Linked DNA regions of Mus musculus: region 2 is linked to region 1. A link is a contact called in public HiChIP or PLAC-seq data. All regions are on one chromosome and are shown on one strand. The core of a region is the stretch at or near the end of the contact, and the rest is flanking DNA. Distances in the headings are between cores, read along the strand shown. Region 1 has its middle 19 kb from the start of Cym. Region 2 overlaps Slc6a17 (solute carrier family 6 (neurotransmitter transporter), member 17).

What was found. HiChIP or PLAC-seq counts read pairs in DNA pulled down with a chosen protein or histone mark.
Region 2: an H3K4me3 HiChIP or PLAC-seq map of embryonic basal ganglia shows a contact between it and region 1, with 2.5 times the contacts expected there. The contact joins two enhancer-like sites. A contact is called at or near these places in 3 of 15 datasets of contacts at CTCF or cohesin (CD8 T cells, the NIH/3T3 cell line and embryonic stem cells), 5 of 484 Hi-C or Micro-C datasets (the C10 cell line, CD8 T cells, the CH12 cell line and 2 more), 2 of 115 datasets of contacts at active chromatin or transcription factors (embryonic basal ganglia and thymic regulatory T cells) and 2 of 9 other capture datasets (adipose tissue and embryonic stem cells).

Annotation. Positions count from the first base shown.
Region 1 is chr3:107,199,212-107,206,614 of GRCm38.p6, forward strand. No RefSeq gene overlaps it. Among named protein-coding and RNA genes, the nearest start is that of Cym, 19 kb to the right of the region's middle. Within about 2 kb of position 2,515, at least 7 of the 459 cell types and tissues checked have an H3K27ac peak or open chromatin away from gene starts, as enhancers often do. A contact at or near this core is called in embryonic basal ganglia, where this site is marked.
Region 2 is chr3:107,481,832-107,489,492 of GRCm38.p6, forward strand. All of the region lies in intron 6 of Slc6a17 (solute carrier family 6 (neurotransmitter transporter), member 17), which reads right to left. Among named protein-coding and RNA genes, the nearest start is that of Kcnc4, 27 kb to the left of the region's middle. Within about 2 kb of position 1,615, at least 36 of the 459 cell types and tissues checked have an H3K27ac peak or open chromatin away from gene starts, as enhancers often do. A contact at or near this core is called in embryonic basal ganglia, where this site is marked.

The DNA of each region.
Region 1 (7,403 bases), core at 1,265-3,764:
GCCCTCAGTTCACAGCTTTATCCTTACTTAAAGCAGAGAGAGAGAGAGAGAGAGAGAGAGAGAGAGAGAGAGAGAGAGAATGTGTGTTTGTATAAATAATGTCCTTTATGAGCTGATTCCTCGTTTAAAATGTTAATGTTTAAAAGGTGGGTTTTTTTTTGATCCAGTTATATTCAAAGTGACTGTTTATAGTATATGGTAGATATTTAATACTTGTTGAGTTAATTAATTATCCCTTTAAGCTCTTTTCTAATTACCCTAAAGAAAACAAACTGAACTCAATGGTAGATCCTGAGAGCTCACAGGCCAGACAGCGTAACCAAAACAGGGAGGATTTTCCTCAGTGAGAGACCCTGACTTGCCTGCCCAGGTGTGCTTCTCCCCTTGCGGTGTCCAGGCGTCATTGTACACCAAGCTAGACTGGAAGTAAAGAAGCTTCGCCCCCTGGATGTGTGACACCACACATCCCTGCAGTGATGTGAGGGGAGAAACAGCCTCCCAGGTTTTAGTGAAACATCTCTGTTTATTGGGGGTGAATAAGGGTTCTCTAAACCCTTGGGAGTGGGGAGAGATTTGGGGTAAGTATACATCATTGGCTGGGCTGAGATGCTGGGAACACTTCATTGCTTGAGGAGAGATTCCAGGTGCTTGCTGGACACGTCCTTATATAGGAAAGAGGAAGTTAAACTTGTACTTTGGGACTACCTCAAGGGTGGTAGAGGTAGGTGTTGTATAGGCTACGTGTAACAGGACATATAGGCCCAGAGCAAGAAGGAAACAGTCCTATTCCTGCCAGTCTAGGGATAACGTTTTCAGGGTTTCATCTCAACCTCACTCATGCTCCAAACTGGCTTCTCTTATCTCATGACTTTCTGGGCCTACACTGCCTCAAAATAACAAGGTGGAGAGCAACAGAGGAGACACTCAGCATCCTGCTCTGCTCTGGCCTCTGCATGTGTGTGACTGCGAGCGCTGCACACTCACGTGTATGTGCCACATGTACCGACAAATACATCAAACAAGGGCACCAAATTCTTGAAAATTATCAAATGCAGGAGATGATCAATGCAGGTGGTGTATTTATGTGGCTCATTTTTACTATTTTTATTGTTATGTATGTCCAAAATGTTTGTAATAGAAAATATTCAAATCTCTAGTTTCCACTGAGAAATGAGATGATGGTTATGTGCTGGCTGGTTTTTGTCATCTTGACACAAGCTTAGGTGTAGCTGGGGAGAAGAGCTCTTAGTCCAGAAAATGCCTCCATCGAATTGGCCTGTAGGCAAATCTGCAGGGCATGTTCCTGACTGATGATTAATATGAGAGGACCCAGCCCTCCTGGACAGTTTAAGAAAGCAGGCTGAGTAAGCTACAGGGAGCAAGTCAGTAGGCAGCGTTCCTCCATGACTTCTGCTTCAGTTCCTGCCTCCAAGTCCCTGCCTTGAGTTCCTGCCTTGGCTTCTCTTGATGGTGGATTATAATCTGTAACAAGCCAAATAAACCCTTCCTCCCTAAGTTGCTTTTGGTCTTGGTGGCTATCACAGTAACAGAAACCTAAGACAGGCCCACCCAGAGAAGCACAGAGAGAGGAGGCTGCCCTCTCCCTGCTCCCTCTGGGGTCCCTAACCTGACTGCAGAGGGTTGGTGTCTGGGTTGGAGACACTATAACAGTAAGTAAGTAAAACTCTCCCCGAGAGTTGCCAGCTGCCTGCTGATGCTGAAGTAGTTTTGTTCAACTGAGGCAGGAGATGTGTCCACAAAGAAGCTCAAGTTGTGTTATGTGCCCTTTGTGTATAGAGCGACTTACTGTCATGGAGTCTACAGCTCTGTAAATAGTGGGAAGGAACTTTCTATAAGAGAAGGATCCCACAGGACTCAGTCAAGACTCAGAAGAGCAAGAAGAGGGAAACCCAAAAGGCAGCTGAAGGCCTCTCTGAGGACCCAGCCACATCCTTCGAGGGCTTTTCTTCAAGGACTTCCCTTCAAGAGGCTCAGGACTAACAATCTGGTGGTCTCTCTCCTTCAACCATGGCTATCTGCATTGCTCACCGGCTGGAGCAGCCTCTGCCCATCTCAGTGGGCTCAGAAGAACAAAGCAGCCCTCCCACGGGAACAGGGAGTCCACCTAGGCCAGATGCCAGGGTCTCACCCTCTCCCTCCCTATGAAGGAAACTCACAAGGTGCCCTTCCCTGCTCAGCAGTTGATTGGAGCCTACTGAAAGATGAAACATGCCCCATCCACCAGGCTGAGTGGAGTGCTCAAAGGCTCTTTGAAGGGAAAGAAAGAAAGACAGCCCAGTCTCCCTGGGGACTGCTGTCAGGAGAACATTTGCCCTCAAACAGGGAGATGAAAAGGAGCTGGGGGTTGGCAAAGAGGGAGAGGAAGATCAGACAAACTTTTGTTATGGAATCTCAGGGGAGGCGGAGGTAAAGGGCTTCCTTGGAAATGTCACGAGATAATGAATGCTATTTTACTCCCATTGCTGAAGTGTCAGTCAGAGGCTTGGGGAGAGAAGGCGTGACTCTCTCCTTAGGAAGGAATTCTGGGTGATCTTGTATGTCTCAGAACCAGAGGGGTGATGGCTGAGCCCTCTGCAGTCTGCAGGGCTCCCGCATGCGCAAAATATAAATATAACAATACAGAAGTAACAAAAACACCACACTAGTAAGATTATCGTGAGATTTAAACAGGGTGCTCTGTGAAACTCAGCAAGCTATACAGGTTCCCATGCAAACCAGGAGTGTGCAAACAGTGACTTGACACTTAAATGACAGATAAATAGTCTGCGGATGGTGGGTAGAGCCTAGGATAAAAGCCCACCTGTCACTTATAAACTCTGCAGGGGTCACAGCTGCATTCTTTGAGTGTAATGACCCCAGGACTGTGTCGGGTACATAATAAGTGATCAAAAAAGGAAGGACTGAGACATAAAAGGACCAAGTCAGAGCCCACCAAGAATCCCCATGCTTCCCAAATTGACACCGAATTGACATTAATTATGGTCCACCTGAAAAAATGTTTCTTGGGTGGTAGTGGTGGTGGTGGTAGTGATGATATGTGTTCATGTGTCTGTCTGTGCAAATGTATGTGCAAATGACATGTATGTGAGTGTGTGTGTGTGTGTGTGTGTGTGTGTGTGTGTGTGTGTGTGTGTGTGTGTGTGTGTAGGTCATAAAACAACCTCAAATGTCATTTCTCAGGTGCTAACGTTTTTATTTTCAGACAGCCTCTCTGTGACCTGAAACTCCTTGCCAAGTAGGCTAACCTGGCCAGCCAATGAGGCCCTAGGACCTACCTGCTTCTCCCTGTCCAGTCTGAACTAGCATGCCTGACTTTTTGTTTTTATTCCTATTTTTTATCCTCAATTTGATTTCTGTGGAATCAATCTTCATGCTTATGAAAATCCATTACTAACTGAGGTAACTTTGCAGCCATGTTGTTGTTGTTGTTGTTGTTGTTGTTGTTGCTTTCCTTAAGACCCAGTCTCTGGGTCTTATACAGATAGCCCAGACTATATAACCAAGGAGGACCTTGAACTTCTGATCTCCCTGCCCCCATCTCCATAATGCTGAGATCACAGGCATCCACCATAACTGCCAGTGTTATGCAGGGCTGGAGATCCAACCCAGAACCTCCTACATTTTAGGCAAGCATTCAACACACTAAACTACATCTCTAGGCAAACCCAGAAAGCTTGATTTAAGTAGCTTATTGGCCCTGAATTTTGTGTGCAGACCCTGAATTCTCCATTTTTTTTCTCAAAATCTAAGCCAAAAATAACTGATTTGACACAGGGTGCCAACGATCAGCTTGGTTAGGGTATAGACACGAAACTGCTGTTTTCCTCAAGTAACCCTCGGGTTCCTGCTATGACCAGATGCTCAGTCTGTCTCCGGGGTTACAGAGACAGCCAAGGAGGAGCAGCTCTGCCCCTATGAGGTACAGAAGATCCAGGAACTCTCACCCTCCCTGTAAGTAAGAGGCCTTTCCTTATAGTTTACCTTTCTAATTTCCTGATCTCTCCCTGTGAGGTCACAGGAAGCCAGCCTCCCCCACCCCACCCGCACTCCCTACCCATCAAGTGGCAACACTGACCTTTTGTGAATCAACCCTAGATGTGGGGAGTGTAACTGAACAAGTTCACGTTCTTCTCACTGAATGACACACGGCCACAACCAACTCGAAAAGACTCTGAGCCTGGGAGGGAGCTCAATGTTGAGCATAAATGCGGTCAGGGAAGTTCCAGATGCAGCAAGAAAGGCAGAAGGATGGTCCTGGATGTCCCGAGAACAGAAGCCAACAGACTTGACCTTGCATTGTTTCCAGAGAGAGACAGAGACAGACAGAGAGAGAGAAGAGGAGAGAGACAAGGACGAGGGGCAATAGGGAAACAAACTAGGAAGAAGTTTCTTCTTAGGCCACTCAAAAGCACGTGAAAAGAGAACAGAGGATCCATTTCTTCTAGGTTTAAAGAACTAGAAAGAGCAAAGTGAGCAACCTTTTTCTCAGAGTTGGGTGGAGATGTGGAGCTAAAGAAGGAGCGAAGGAAAGTAAAATGGCTTCTTAAAGAGGAATCTCCCTGGGCCTCGGCTTCCCCGTTTGCTAACAGTTACAATAAACACAAGCTCCTGAGACTACAGTGAGAATCAAACAGTATACTGCATGATAGTCTTTAGCAAACTGGAACAGACACTTCCAAAGCAGAATGGAGGTCAATGAAGATGTGACTGTCCCGTGGCAGATTTAAGGAGATCAGACTGTGAGGTGGAGGGTGCCTAGGACAAAACCTACTGCAGTTTGAGTTCAGGGTCACTTGCCTGCGTCCTTTAAATATCATCACCTCAATAATTATAGTATAGTATAGTGCATTCTATATTAGCCAAGTGTGTAGTAGATAGTCAACATATCTTTATAAAATGCAAGAACTGAGGAAGAAGGAAAGAATTGGTGCAAAACTAAGAATGTGTTTCTTTAAAAGTCACAGCTTCATCCTACAATGTCCACCAACTTAAAGCAACTTGATATCTCCCAAACATTACCTGGATCCCCTGGTGGCTGTCCTGTGCTTCTGACACCTCAACATTTGCTGGGTTTGGAGGACTTCCAAGCTCACAGACTAGCAGGGCCAGTTCCTCTTTAGCTGTTACTAGAGGTCAGAGTCAGACCTCTGCCACAGAGACTTCACCACACCACTGCTCACAACACAGTTCTTGCATTCCCAGAGTGAGCAAGAAATGACCGAAGAGAATCTCAGGCTCTTTGCAGCCCAACTTCAGAATCGGTGCCTTGTTGAGCCACCTCTTCTATTTGCTGCCAGCTCTTGTAGGATGTCACTCCAAGCAAACATCTCTTCTAGGATGCAGGACTTGACAGAAAAAATTGTCCAGGAGACATATGTGCAAACACCCACTAGACTCCACAGGGATTGACTTGCAAGCTACAGAAGCTCTTCTTGTCCCTCTTGAATCCAAATAAATCCTACAAGGCTGGTTCAGATCTACAGCCAGGCTGGCATCCAGTGATGGGCATGTCCATGTGGAGTCTTATGTCCAGTTCCTCTGACTCTGGCGAAAGACAATTTCTTTAGAGTCCAGATTTCTAATCTCATTTGTCTCTGTTGGCTGTGCGGAGGACTTCTGGGCATCCTGTGGACTCAGGAAAACACTTTTCTCTATTATTTACTTATTGTCCTCACACGTGGAGAACATGCGCTGAGATCTGTGTCCCTGAGATCTGGGATGGAGACTGTGGCTGTGGTTGGAGGTCACAGGGGAAGACATTACTTTCATATTGTCCTAGCACCAGTTCAAAGCTGCAGGAGGTATGACTGACCCTACAGAACACTGCCAGAGAAGCACACAGGCTTATCTGCAGACTCCTGTTCCCTCTCATGCGCCTTAGGAAGAAAGCTCTAATGGCACAGTTACTCTAGTCCAGATGCTAAGCAGAGTCCTAGGAAAGAAGAAGGTTCTCAAGTGTCATGGCCTGAACTTGGAACCCAGGGGTAAAGCTTCAACCATGGCTATTGGAGACTGCATCTCCCATACCAGAGGAGACTTCCAAGGCCACCACAGTCCTCAAAAGAGAAGTGAAACTCTACCAAAGAGAAGAGGGAAATGAGTTTTCCCATTGTGGTGGTTAGAATGTTTGGATCCCATAGACTCATGTGTTTGAATGCCTAGTCCATGAGGTGTGGCACTATGAGGAGGTGTGGCCTTGTTGGAGTAGGCATGGACTTGTTGGCAGAATTGTGTCACTGTGGGGGCAGGCTTTGAGGTCTTTGGTGATCAATCTCTGACCAGTGTTGGGCCAGTCTCCTCCTGGCTGCCTTCAGATCAAGATGTAGAACTCCCAGATTCTTCTCCAGCACCATATCTGCCTAGACGCTGCCATGCTTCCCGCCATAATAGACTAAACCTCTGAAATGTAAGTCAGCCCCAATTAAATGTTTTGTTTTATAAGAGTTGCCAGGGTCATGGTATCTCTTCACGACCATGAAAATCCTAAGACACCCATCTCATTCAAGCCCAGCCTTGGCACCAGCCCCAAATCCCCATAGGATCTCGTGGGTCAGATGCTAGCACTGTAAATGCTGAGGAGGGGTGGGGCAGGATTCCCTGCTGACCTGGAAGACCAGTGCTGCCCTGAATCCCTTAAGACACACACAGTAGACACATTCTCCCCGGACAGCTCAGCTCAGCACACAAACCCAGTATCACAACATTCCAGAAAGATTGGAGAGACAGGACTCTGGAGACCAAAAACAGAAAGAAAAGCTAATCAGAGATATCTGGAGTTATGGGGTCGAAGACTGGGACTCCTTTTTTATCTGTGTCCTGAAGAAGCTGCCACTATGCTTTGCATGAGGGAGACAGTCAACTCTATTGTCTACTTGACCACTGCCCCCAAAGTCACCTGAAGTGGCCAAGAATGTCCCAAGGTATAAACAAGATGCTCTAAGTTGGTCTGGTCACTAGAGGGCGCTCCAGGACTAGAGCTGCCTCCTGGGCTGGAAAATTGAAGATCCTGTGTTTGTTTATTCACTCAACATTAAGCACATTAATACAGAACAATTCTATGCCAACGCTAAACGCTATAAAGAGTTGGAAATGACTCATCTTTCATTAGAAAGCCAGAAAATATGAAAAATAAATAGTGTATTCATGTTTACCCATGAATGAAAAATAAAATAAAAAAGGCATGGCTGCTCCTAGGTATGGTGAAGGGAAAACCTCACTGTAGATAAAGGGCGAGAGTAGCCAGAAGCAGGGACATTTAAGAGAGTCCTGAGTGGACATGATCCTGAGCTATGTGAGAAGGGAGAACCAGACCAAGAGGCCAGGGGATGAAAGGGAAGGGCCAGGTAGCCAAACTGGTTAGATCATATAGGGAAGGGCAGCTC
Region 2 (7,661 bases), core at 365-2,864, 280 kb after region 1:
TGCATGTGTATGCTCACACATGTGTATATGCCTGTGTTTATACAAATATACAGAATGAGAGGAGAAACTCAGGGCCTCCATCCCTAACACTGAGGTCTGGCTTTTGATGTAGAATGAAATTTGTTTGTTTGTTTGTTTGTTTGATTAGAAACCCAGGCCCAGGGTTTTTTTGTTTTTTTTTTTAACTTTGGTGTCAAACTGGGTTTAGACTTAGGGGTTTTTACTTCTAATTTTATTTTAAGATAATAATACAGTGTTATGAGACACAGTAGTGTTAACATCCCCAGCAAGGTCCAGGGCTTCACCCTGTAACAAACACTTTAGGGTCTCAGCAACACAATAGGAATCTCCACACCAATTGAATCAATAAAGACTGTAAATAGCCTCACATCTGTGCTGGTATTTTCCCTCCAAATGAGTTTCTATAGAACTCAAAGTGGAAAGAAGCAGCTTAAAAAAAGACATTAGTAAATAGGGGCCTGTAGTAGGACTACTAAAAAAGGAGAGGTTAGAGAAAAGGAGAAGAAAATAGCCAGTCACTTCTAAACCCCTCTCTCTCCCCTCACCCCTTTGGGTGACAAATTTTCAGTGATTCTCCAAAAGGCTCCAGAAATGAGTTGAGTTACATATACTTTGAAGGCATGCTGGACTTCACTGGCGTTTTCTGGTGTCATGATTTCATGTTTGAGACTCAAGCATGAGACTTTCTTAGGATTCTCATTATTCCCAGAAGCTGAAGCAGGAATGTGGCTTTATGTCTAGCCCAATCACTGTTTTGAGTCAAATTTCTTAAATAAAAGCAGCTATTCCAGGGAAGACAACCCAGTTCCAAACTGATGAGTAAGACTGATCTAAAAGCTTGAGGGACACTGCAAGGGACAGGGAAGGACTGAAGGGCATGTAATGATTTTTGTTAGAAACAATTGTTTCTTTGTTAAGATCAAAGCTGTCATTATTCTTTTTAAACATGACCTATAGAGAAGGGTAGCATAGCAAATCCCTACTCTAGTCATTAGAATCCCAGTCTCAGAAACTATCCATATGAGACCAATCTCATTCTTGTAAATCCAACGCCCCCCCCCCCACCATCCTCACCCAATTCCCTCCAGCCCTAGATAATTTTGAAGGAGGCTGATAGCTCCGAATTGAGTTTGAGGCCCCATAAAATCATGTAATGCTTTAGCTTGCTCTTGGAGAGGAGATGGCCCTGTGTGACACCCTTGCTTCTAGTCCATAGCTTAAATGGGACACTTTGCTGTTGGAGATGAACAGGTACCCAAAGCTAATCTAGAGGTGATTTTAAAGGAGACTCTTGTCATGGGATGACACTATGTGACTTCAGGAAGTGTCACTATCTAGACAGGTCATACCAATTATCTAAACACTGGGATAAGAAGAGAGGTGGGAAGGGATTTTCTACTCTGGAGGGAAGCCCATTCCCTCCCAGGTGCCCAGTGTGATATAGCATTGGCTTTCTGCTGTTTCTTTGGCACAGCTGTTAAGTCACTTCCTGCCAAGGGAACAAGATGTTTTGCAGCATAGAAGATGCTTTCTGAATGCATAAGCAGCCGCCGAGCACCGCCCGAGTGGTGAGTGACAGCAGCTCACACGTGACAGCAGCACACACTCTTGCTTCTCAGTACCTGCCATTTCTCTAGCGCCTGCCACGGCAGAGCCAGACTGAGCCACAAGACACCAGATGGCACTGGAGTGCAGAGTTCCCACCGCCTAAGAATAGTGTCACCTTCACAAGGGACAGAGACAATAATAGCTTGTGCTTGCTATGTGTTCTCCACTTGTCGGGAGCAGTCCTATGAGCTCTGCCGACAGCCCTGGGCAGGGAAATCGCTGTGCACCCCATCTTGAAGCTATGAAAATAAATCTCAAGAAATGAGGGGCCTTCCCAGTGGAAGCTGGGTGATGAGCTGGCCGCAGGTCACAAGGCTGGCCATCTTCTTGATGGGAGAGGTCTTTGCTCAAATAGGCGTCAAGAAGTCCCACAACCAGACTCTTTTCTTGAGTTCTTGGGACTTTCACGAATGCCTCTGCTTTTCTCCAGAAGTTAATATACACTCTTGATCCTTTAGGCTCCTTTTCTTTACCCCTCAATCCCAGAAGTCCAGTTTCCTTCCTCAGACATATGTAACCATGATATTGGCTTCTGGAGAATTCTCCCAGCAACAATTATACAGATTACAGCACACTGAAATACATATCTCAAGTTACAACACATACAGACACATGTGTGCGTATATTTCTCCCACACCTCATGGAGCTCTTCCTACTCTGGGAGCACACCACCCTGCTCTTAGTTGCCATACTTCCTCAGTGTGCTTCCTGGGATCCCACAGAGTCCCAGAGTGCCTAGCAAACTGCGCTGCTCTGTCTCCTCACAGCCTCACCCCACACTTAATTCATCTCTTTGGAAGCAGTAATAATAAAAACACTTACCCTGAGGGGCCTTAAGTAAGTTGATTCGTGTAAGGAGTGTAACACAACTGCTTAAGTGCCTCACCAGCGTCAGAGGCTATGTGCTTTCACAATAGTAGTGTGCAACAGGCTGTACTGTCAGATTGCTGAGAGCTAGGGGTGGTCCACTAGCTACCAAGGTCCTGTCCACTTCTGAGTCCTATTTACCAGATGGCTTTTAGGGCCATGCCTGTCCATTGTTCCCAAATGGACAATGACTTCACACTCACACTTCCTTAGCTCTCCAGTGTTCCTTCCTTTTTTCATTCCCCAGATAACCACTTGGTTTCCTACCTTGCTGAGAAAGATAACTCTACCAGAAGAAGACTCCACCATTAGAACCTCTCCCTCCCGACAGCTTCTCCGTGACAGCATGCTGCCAGGGGCTGCTCTCTCTTGTTGATGTGGAAACTTTGAATCAAGCTAACACCAGCTCTTCCCCCGCCAAGGACACTGGGCCTCTCCCTGATGCCATCTGGATCGTTTTAAAGTGCACAGTTCAACGATTTTTAGCACACCAGTCATGCAGTCTGTACCACTATTAATGTAGAGCCTCTCCCTTCCCCTCAACAAAAGCACGTTTCTATTAACAGTTGTTCCTCATCTCTCCCCTCAAGTCCAGCCCTACATGACTGCTAGATACTGTCTCTATGAGTTTCCTTGCTCTGGCTTCTCATATGCTTGGAATTGCATAGTATGTAGTAGTCTCTTATGTCTTGCTTCTTCCACTTTGCTTAATGTTTTCCAGGGTCTTCCATATTGTAGCATTTATCATGAATTACTTTATTCTTGTGTGTGTGTGTTATATACATGATCATAGGGAATGATGATATATTTCTGTATGTACATGGGTGGAAGTCACAGGTTAGCCTTGAATCTCTTCCTTGCTCTCCACCATTTATTTGTTTGTTTTTGATACAGGGTATCTAACTGGTTAACTAAGTCATTGAACACTGGTAGCCTAGACTAGAACCTAAACTGACTGAGCACCAGGTCCCAAGGATCTTCTCATGTTTCCGTCCACAGAGTTGGCGTTGCAAGTACATGCCACCATGCCTGGCTCTTCTATGTAGGTTTTAGGGGTCACATTTGGGTCCTCAGGCTTGCATAGCATGCCTATTATTGACTGTGCCATTATCACAGCTCGGGTACCTCATCCCCTCCTAGAGATGGATAGCATTCCATTTTATACACAAGCCCCGCTTTCTATGTCCACTCCTCAGCTGATTGGCATCTTGGTTGTTTCTACTTCAGGTCTACTATAAACCACTCTGCTATGAAGCTTTATGTTCAAACTTCCTGTGAAATCACATTTTGAGTTTTCTTAAGATCTCAGGTAGAATTGCTGCTTCATATATGGAGACACCAGGCTGTTTTTTAAAGCTCTTTTCAATTCTAGCCTGCCAGTGTTTGATGGATTGTTCTAATCATTATATAAATTCTGCAGTAATATCCTTGACCTGGGCCCTCTCCACTTACTACTGCATTTCTCTCTCTCTCTCTCTCTCTCTCTCTCTCTCTCTCTCTCTCTCTCTCTCTCTCTCTCTCTCTCTGTGTGTGTGTGTGTGTGTGTGTGTGTGTGTGTGTCTCTGTGTGTCTTGTTTGTTTGCTTCCTTTTATAGTGAAACTACCAAATATAAATGCTGTCACCTACTTGTCTCTGACTCCTTACCTCACTTTCTTTCGTTCTATTACTATTAGAGTTGGTCCCCCAAATTCTACCAAAGCATCTCCCATGAAGGCCACCGATGCCGCTTCTGTTGCCAGCTGATTGGTCTTTATCATGTGAACATTCCATCTTTATTCAGACATTCTCTCCACTCTGCCTAGGGGCAGGAGGATGTGTGCTTCTTCCTCCTTCTCTGCCTCCCTCACCTGTTCTTTTTCCTTCAAGCTATAAACATGGAGGCTCCAGAGCTGGGTCCCTTCTGACAGCCCTCACCCTCCAGGTGACACAAGCCAAGCCACAGCTTTCAATTCCATTACCCAGGAACCCCAAATTTGTTCCTTCACCTCTTTCTTCCAGATTCATAGAGCAAACTGCCACTCAGCATCTCCACCTGCTTATCTGACATTTTAAAACTGCCACATCCAAAACAATTCTCTGAGTGTTCCCCTTAGATTCCGCTTCTCCCACCATCCTTCCCATCTCTGTAAATGTCATCGTCATCCTTCTGGTTGCTCAGGCAAAAGACCTTGGAGTTCCTCTTGGCTCCTCCCACATGTCCTATCCAAACAACAGCAAACCCTCCTGAGTCTGCTCTCTAAGTGTTTCTTCAACTCAACCAATTCACTCCTCCATCATCTCTTGGCTGGCAGTTGCCTCTCACCCAGTGACCCTCACAAGCAAGCCTCCCTGTTCTACTCTTGAACTCTCTATGGCAGCCTTCAAAGAGGCTCCAGGTGACCATATTATCCCATCCTTCTGCCCAGAACCTCCACTGGCCATAGTTCCTACAGAGACAAAAATGCCTCATGCCCCCCTAGACCCTCTCTCCCTTCCATTCTAGCACACCTAGGTTTTGGAAGATGGCCCAGCCTGAAGTTCCTTTCATTCATTGTCTCTCTGTCTAGAACAGAAGGTGTGATCTCCACATCTGCATGTAGCTAAGGAGAAAGGGACTCCTTAGAGTGACTATTCAAATGTTCTTTCTCCATGAGGCCTTCCTTGACTACTATGTATAAAATTACAACTCTTCTCTTAGATACCCCAGTTCCTTTGTTCTCTGCTCTATCCCCCCCCCCCAACCCTCACCCCTCAGCCACAGCAGTCAGTCTCAGTGCTGGATCTTAGCTTATATCACCCATTATGAAGGCTGAGAAATCTGTCTGCTGTACTCATGACTGAATCTCAGTCTTAGAACAGCGTTTGGCATCCAGTGAGCCATTGTCGGATGAATGCAAAGACAAATGATAGGCATTTGGAGCATGTCAATCTCTTGCTACTAAAATAAATGCCATAGCAACCAATACTGAGCACTGACCAGTTTGTTTATATATGATTACATTTGTAGAAAAAAAATACCTACAAGTGAAATTACGGGGCCAAAAATATGAATATTTATAATTCTGACTCTGAGAGTTTATGTGTTCAGAGAACTCCCTAATTCACCATTATATGTTGGGCAAATTACATAAGAATTACAGGGCTCTCTATGGTGACATAAGTTTGCAATCAGATGAAAAAATGATAAGGGAAAGCTGTCTGGGAATTTCAAGCAATTCAGTAGCCATTAACACCAATTACTATTCCATCAGAGGCACTAGTGAATCATCCCAGCATCCTGGTCGCACAGCAGGCGTCAGATCCACTGGCTTTCTGCTTGTGGGCCTGGACAAAAAGGATAGGTCCTGTATCCTGGATGATTTCTGATGTTGGAAGAAGTCAGGGAAGGAGGGAGGACCTCTCACATCATCCAGCACTGTCTGAAAGGAGTCTGAGATGCCATGGCCAGAATTACCTTGGACTCTGCTCAGGATGACAAATGGCATGATCTCTTGGGATGTTACTGACATTGAAGCCTATATTAACATAACAGTGCCCATATCCTGGGCACCTCTGGACATTTACCTGGTACTCTATGGTATCAAGAACTTTAAATGGACACAGAGATTCTCATATCATGGCCCCAGAGGCCCATGTTTTACCTTATGTGTCGAAAACAGTTACCTCTCCACAGTGGTTCTCATCCTGCACTGACTGCTAAATGGCTGGTGCTGACTGTGGCGTCATCTTCTCCGCACAGTAATGGAGGTATCCATAAATAGAAACCTCACTCCAGGCAAACAGTAGCACAGGCTGCCTCGGTGCCCTTGATAGAGCAGAGCTCAAGTCTTCTTAGTCACCCCTCCCTGACCAATGCAACCCTCCAACTCGCAGGCAGGAGCTGTACCATAGAATTGCTCAGTGGACACAATGCCAAGCTAGGTCAAGAAAGACTTGTCCTGGAGACCAACAAATCAGATGAGCCATGAGCTTCAACCACGCCAGTTCTTGGGGACTTGGCTCCTCTCTAGGGTTTGATTTTTTAGCTCAGAAGATTTTAGCCTCTACAAATGCCAAGATAGATTCACATGGCTTCTGGAACATCCAGGAAATGGTTTGAGAAAGGAGGTGCCCCCGTTGCTCAATGAGTACCTAAGCTATATGCATCTAAATAAGGAATCTTGACTGAGAGTTATAAACTGCAAGTGTCCACGGCTATAACCACTTGGGAAGTATTTTGGCTGAAGTATTTTTGCTGTATAACCTTTTGAGACAGCAAGTTCAATTTTTACTGTAGATACCCTATAGAAACTTGAACAAAGATGTGCGTAACAATGTTGATTATAGCTTGTGGCCGGTTAGGTTTTATTGTCAACTTTACACAACTAGGAAGAGGGAATCTCAACTGAGTAACAACCCAGATCAGACTGGCCTGTGGACTTGTCTGTAAGAAGTTATCTTGATTAATGATTGCTGTGGAAGAGTCCAGCCCACGCTGGACAGCACCATCTCCAGGCAGATAGAGCTGGGCTATATAAGGAAGCTAGCTGAGAACGACTCTGAGAGTGAGTCAGTAAACAGCATTCCTCAGGCTCTGCCTTTTCCTCAGTGGTGGATGGTGACTTGGAAGGATAAGATGACGTCAACCCTATCCTTCTCAAGTTGTTTTTGGTCACACTGTGTATCACAGCAACAAGGAAACTAACCAGAACATAGCATTATCAGCAAGAGAAAAAAACTGGAAACTACTTAAATGGCCATCAGGTAGAAAACAAATAAGTACATTTTATCTGTGGGTAAAACATTATACCACACTGAAAAAGAGGCACTAGAGCCATCTATCATGTATGTAAATCATATATATCATATGCACACATCATTATATGTAAAACAAAAAGAATAGTGTCATGAAAAATCACAAGCAAGTCATAGGGGGATACCTGTGAAGATATATGCAGACTCTAAAAGTACGTAAAAATGCTATGCACTGTTTGTGGAAATATGTCTAACATCTTAAAGAATGCATTAGCAGAATAAATTCCAAATTCGGAATAATAGCTTCTGTAACCCCAATTTGCACTCGGGCCCTAATATTCAGGAGTGACTCCCTGGAATTGAGCAAGTTGAGGAATCGGCTCCAGAGAATGGGATTCGTGTCTTTGTAATAGGGACTCGAGCTATGAGAAGTAAGATATCAGATATCTGG